Regions from separate parts of the Mus musculus genome. Here region 1 is linked to region 2. A link is a contact called in public Micro-C data. All regions are on one chromosome and are shown on one strand. Each heading gives the region's core, a stretch centred on a gene start, on an enhancer-like site or on the middle of the called end of the contact. The rest is flanking DNA. Distances are from core to core; before and after follow the strand shown.

Region 1 (2,941 bases), core at 173-2,672, 2.2 Mb after region 2:
CTCACCCCTGGCGCACAATCCGAGGGCACAAGGAGAGGGGAGGGAAGGGCAAGCGGCGGGGACAAGGCTGGCAGGGACAGCAGGAGGCAAGACACAGTGCGGAGCTAAGAGGTGGGCTGCGGGGGACGCCGAGAAACGGCTGGGATGGCGCAGGGGCGGGCGCCCGGGGCGCGCGTTACCTTCGTCTTGCCCCCGCAGTGGCAGCAAACGGTCCACAGGTACTTGAGCGTCCGCCAGAGCAAGATGATGAAGAGGCCCCCGAAGAAAGTCACCATGGAGGAGGCCAAGAAAGCCCACCACATGCGTTGGCCCCGGCTGTCGCACGGCACCTCCATGGTCACCGGTATGATGAGCGCATCCATCTTGGGCTCGTGGACCGAGGACGAGGAGGAAGAGGAGGAGGAAGAAGAAGAAGAGGAGGAGGAAGAGGAGGAGGAGGACGCGTCTAGGCTGAGATGGTTCGCGTGGATATTGCTGCTCATTCTAAGACCGCTGCCTCCGCCGCCGCCGCCGCCGCCGCCGCTGCTGCCGCCGCCGCCGCCGCCACCGTTTGCCATAGCTAGCAATGGGCGGCAGGCGCAGGGGCTCGAGGGAGCTCCTCCCGCCGCCAGCGCCACCCCGAACACCCATCAACAGCCATGTTGCTGCTACTGCTGCCGCTGCCGCCGCCGCCGCGGAGCGCCGGGAGGGGGGCGGGGAGGCGCCTGGGCTCGGGGCGCTGTGCGCGACCTGGCAGGGTGTGCGGAGATATATACAGCCAAGCGCCGCCGCCCGCCCTCCCCCGGGCTGCCGGCCGGCCCGGGGGGGGGAGGGGATGAGGGAGGGTGGCTCCCACTCCCCGACCCCGGCCCCGATCGCCCCCGGGGCTGCGCGGAGCACCGAGAGCCCAGGGGGCGCCGCGGGCGGTCCGCGCCCGGGGTCTGTGCCTCCCGAAGCTCCGTGAGCGCGATCCCGCGTACCCTCGGCGCCGCCCGGCCCGCCTGGCGTGCGCCACGCGTGTGCGCTGCGCCCGGGCCCGGGGTCTCCCGCCCGTCCCCGCACAGCTCTCTCGGGTGATGAGGCGACAGCTCCTTAGGATCGGAGAATCCGCGCCCTCCCGACCGGGCGTGCCCGCGCCACCCTTCCTCCCCGGGGCTGCGCTCCGCTCCTGGATCGCCGCCTCCTGTGCTCGCGGGGCCGCGGCAGGTTGGTTGCGGCGGTCTGCCCTGCCTCCGCGGCCAGCTAGCCGATGCTCTGCGGGACCCCTTCGGGCCGGGTCTCTGTGACCCTGAGCTTCCTCGGCCTCCGCTCGCTTCTTCCTCCTTGCCTCCTCGGGCTCCTCCTCGTCCCCGTTCTCGCAGCCCGAGCCTCTTCGGCGCGCGCCCCGCGCGCCCCGCAGCCGCCAGCAGTGGCAGCTGCAGCAACTGGAGCGGGCGCGGGCTCAAACAGCCCGAAGCGGGAGGGGAGGAGGCTTACCGGGCTAACTCGCCTCGGCTTGGGGCTGTGTAGGGGCAGCAGGTCATTTGGCAGTGGTGGGGCATGCGGCCCCCCATCTTCCAGGATGTAGAGTATAGCGCCACCAGCCTAGAGGTAGGACTTTGCAGGTGTTGCGCCCCTCTAGGCTCAGCAGGGTACCAGAAGGGGAAACCACCAGGTGTCTGGGGTAGGCCGGTTTTCCCAAAGGGGCCCCTAATAGGGAGAGGAGTGGCTGGTTGTCAGCTAGATTCAGTGGACTTATTGCCCCTAGATTCTAAGGCTTGGAGACTAAGGAAGACCCTAGCCAGTACAGTACACCTGCTGACAGAGAGTTCACTCTTTCGTTTCCAAGATGCCACGTTGTGAGTTGCTGATGAACAACTGGGGCATCTGGAAGTCTGTTGGTAGTCTGTGACCTCTGACAGCTGCAGGTGGGTTTGTTGGTTGTTGTTGTTTGTTTGTTTGTTGTTTCCTTATTAAGCAAAGATGACAGCAGCCTGGTGGTTGGTGTGGAACAAACTGGGTAGAAAAGGAGGTTTCTTAAAGGGCTGCTTCCTAGTTCTTTAGACTCGTGTGGGAAGGGCAAATGGATGACGGGTACTCTGCATTCAGGCTTGCCTTTCTACATTTCTGGTCTCCCGTTTCTCCCCTTTAAAGGGAAGGAGTCCAGGATTGTTCAGCAGCCCCTGTCCCCCGCCCCACCCCCAGTCCCCCTATCGTTGCACACAGAAACTTCCTCCCTCTGGACACTTCTCCAGGCTGGCAGCTGGACCACAACTTTTTCCTGTGCTAATTAAAACCAAGATGATCACTCTCCCCTCACTGCCCACAGTGATTTCCCCAAAGTTTCCAGCTCATTAGTTATAGTCTAATTGGAATTCTCAGGTTCCTTTCAAGACTCTTCATATGGTAAACTGGCCCAAAGGAGCCTCCTTACCTGAACAAGCTGTCTCGACCTAAATCATTGGTCAGCCACACCCTGGCCCTAGGATACAGAGGGCCAAAGAAGGCCAAGCCTGGCAGACACTGAAAATATGTGAGTCTCAAATTGGTTGGTACATTCCTTGGGCTCAGTATACATATCCATTAGAAAAGACTTAAGGTCAAAATCACCTCCCCCATAAAATAGTACACAACAGAAGGCCAGCAAAATGGCTCTGCTGGTAAAGGTACTTGTCTCCAAACCTGACCCCCTGCGCCTGATCCCTGAAATTCACAGAGTCAAAGGAATAAGCTAACTCCTGTTAACCATTCTCTCATGTCCATGTGCATGCTATGGGGCACACTCACATTTACACACACAGAAAGGGGGGTGCTAAAGAAGAGAGCAATAAATGGTGTTTTCTAGAAGCAGAAATTGCCTCAGTCTCCCCTTCAGCATCATCCATCCTTCTGCACTCAGAGGGCTGCAACACAATCCCCATGCATTCAATGGCCCTGGCGCTTTTCCAACATCCTGGGGTAGTTGAACTTTGAAAGGCTGGGG
Region 2 (2,781 bases), core at 19-2,518:
CGTAGGAGCTGCAGACAGCGCTCGTAGTAGGCGGTACAGTTCTCTTTGTCCGCGTCCACCACGGCTATGTCGAAGGTTCCGGCCTCGCCCGCCGCTAGGAGCTCATCTTAACAGGGACAGAGGGCATGTGCCGCTGGCTGAGCTAGGGTCTCAGCGGGCTGCTCAGGGTCGCCAGTTTTGTTCCCCGGGGTTGGACAGTGCTGTCTGGGTCCCTCCCGCACTGGTGCTCACCCAATGTCTGCAGGGCGGGCTGCAGCCGAAGGTCGATCTTCTGCTCCACTTCTGCCTGCGGAAGGAGGCCGGTCAGGCCGGCACGCCCCCGAGCCGGAGCCCGAACGGCCGCAGGTGTGGGGCTCTCACCTGCTTCCACATGGGCCGTCCCAGCTTCGGGGGCTCTGCGTCAACCTCGCAGGTCACCACGCGGCCAGCCTCCGGAAGCGCCAAGGCTAGGGCCAGGGCCGAGTAGCCCGTGAAAGTACCTGTGGAAGGGGACACTGTCAAGCTCAGTTCAGGGTGCAGGGCTGCCCTGTGACCCTGGTTTCCAGAGACCATGGCTGCGTGTTCCTACCCAGATCCAGAGCTTTCTTGGCCTTAATGAGCCGCGCCAGGTTGGCCAGAAGCTGGGCCTGTTCACAGGTCATCATGGAATCCCCCTGCGGCTGCTCCAGGGTCAGCTGTGTGGGGAGAGGGAGGTGCCATTCATACCAGTCACCCCCCCCACCTCCCCCCTGAGGTTTTGAATCATTCAGGGGCTCGGTGGCGGGTGTGGCCTAGAGGGGACAGGTCTCAGGGAACCCGGAAGCCCAGAGAGGGTTTCTGCCTAGCTCAAGGTCACACAGCCACGTGAGGTCCACCACGCTGGAAGTGGGGAGCCGGTTCTCGGTCCCAGTCCTACTGACCAGTCGCAGGCTCCGCAGCGCCGGGTGCTCTCTCATGGAGCGGCTCAGCAGATACTGCCACAGGGGATTGTCCTCAGGTGGCAGCAGGCGCTCTTGCCGCCTGGACCCCCATGGAGGCCACCGTTTCCCTGCCGGGGAGAGGGTGCCGAGTCAGGGCCTGCATTTCTGACCGGGTTCTCCGGCTCTTCTCCGCGCCCTCCTCCCATTCCCCGGACTGCAGCAGCCCAGCCCAGCTCACCCAGCAAGAGACCAGTAGCGAAGGCGGCGCCCAGCGCGGCCGAGCCCAGGGCCAGTGCGGCTGGGATAGATAGCCGAGGGACGGGCTGAGCCATGGTGCAGGTTAGCAGCGGCGGCGGAGGTCACGTGTGCTGGAGTAGCGAGGATGGGACTGGGACCAGTAAGCCGACAGGGCTCCACCTTGTCCGGGCCCTGCCCACAGAGCCGCGTCCTCGGGCACCATCTGGTGACACATGGCCGTATTGCAAGGTCAGGCTGAGAACATCTCGCCACCCGGTGGCTGCATGCGGAACTGCGTCGGGGTATGGAGTCATCTCTGCACCAGGGCTCTTGTGAGCATGGGGAGAGGGGATAAAGTGAGTGTGGCTAATGGAGGAATCCAAAGAGACTCGGGAATGCTTGCTGGAGGGGTGCCCAAGTTAAAGGAACCAAGAACCTGGTTTAGAGTCACCTGGTTTCCAAGACAGTATCCTTAGTGGCTGGGATGCTGGGTGTAGCTTTTTTGTGTGACGGTCCGTCTTTCCGAGTCTGTTTCTTTTCTGTAAAGCAGGTATTACAGCCTTACTACGATAGGCACGGGATTCCTCGCATAGTAGGTGCTCAATAGTGGTACTTGCTGTTATGGTCATTGGCTAGAGAGGGTTCCTTGGGAAGCGGTAGCATCTTGGCAGGCAGCAGCTGAGTTCCCCTTGCAAGGCTATCTGCTAGACCGGTGTTCCCTAGACATTTATTGAATATCTACTATATGCTGAACTCTGGTGGAAGCAAAAGACTGTGGTAGTTTATGACTTGGAAACAACTGGACAGGTACAACTGGAATGCAGTTCAAGTGTTACTGTCCCTCTTTTTTCTACAGTGAAATCCTTTCTAGACTTCGCTCACAGGAGACTCTGCTGACCTGCCCTCAGGGACCTAGCAATTGCTTAAGGCATCACCTGCCCCGCCCCCCACGTACGACAGGTATGTGCCACAGATAAAAAGACCCCCACCCCACTCCAGTCCTTTGGCCCCCTTCCCCCCTCCCCTGGCTTCATTCCCATCTGTCTGTCTACATAGCCACTTGCCAGCCTCTAGTCCTCTTCTCCCAGTAAACCCCCTTTATACCAGAACTGTTGCACAGTGTAATTTCTCAGGGGTGCACCTTGCCTCGGGCCACCAAGAATACTGTCTTGCAGAGTTATATTTCACAACACTCACTGCACACAACACCCGATGGAGTTCCGGTTGAAAACACCCGCACAGTGTGCCTCACACACAGGCTTAGTAGGCTATTGGTGCTGTCTTTAAGAGCTGGAGTCCACAGGGCCTCAGAGGTGGTTGCCCTGGAAGTCTGTTTCTTAACAACACTGGCCAGGCCCGGAGACCCTCCGGAGGCAGGCAGACAGGTGCAGGATCAGTGAGAGAGCCCTAGACCTGGCCAACTGAAGCCAATGCTGCTAGAATCCCGGGCCTCGGAGGTGAGGGCAGGTCTCCAATCACAATCAGGGTAGACTGGCTTCTTGACCTATCAGCATCTGTGCAGGGTGCAGGCAAACAGGAGGGGAACCTACTTTCTCTAGGGGCAGGGCGGGATCTCAGCTGCTTCTCCTAACTGCTCCTGGAACAGGCCCCTTAGACAAGCTCTTTCTTCTTGTTGACTCTCAAT

What was found. Hi-C and Micro-C count contacts between places; a contact is called where the count stands out from the background.
Region 1: a Micro-C map of embryonic stem cells shows a contact between it and region 2, with 2.1 times the contacts expected there. The contact joins the promoter of 4930519K11Rik here to the promoter of Comtd1 in region 2. A contact is called at or near these places in 1 of 39 promoter capture datasets (hippocampal neurons) and 2 of 484 Hi-C or Micro-C datasets (both in embryonic stem cells).

What each region holds. Positions count from the first base shown.
Region 1 is chr14:24,003,569-24,006,509 of GRCm38.p6, forward strand. It overlaps 4930519K11Rik (RIKEN cDNA 4930519K11 gene), which reads left to right and starts at 1,423. Exons shown (of 3, transcript NR_131107.1): 1 at 1,423-1,569; 2 at 1,727-1,886; 3 at 2,113-2,269. Kcnma1 (potassium large conductance calcium-activated channel, subfamily M, alpha member 1) reads right to left here and starts at 637. Exons shown (of 28, transcript NM_001253364.1): 1 at 180-637. The coding sequence starts at 557.
Region 2 is chr14:21,847,642-21,850,422 of GRCm38.p6, forward strand. Comtd1 (catechol-O-methyltransferase domain containing 1) reads right to left here and starts at 1,269. Exons shown (of 7, transcript NM_026965.2): 1 at 1,138-1,269; 2 at 900-1,027; 3 at 569-674; 4 at 361-479; 5 at 232-286; 6 at 1-106. The coding sequence starts at 1,231. It overlaps A430057M04Rik (RIKEN cDNA A430057M04 gene), which reads left to right. Exons shown (of 3, transcript NM_176925.3): 1 at 1-1,438; 2 at 1,993-2,096. The coding sequence starts at 1,230.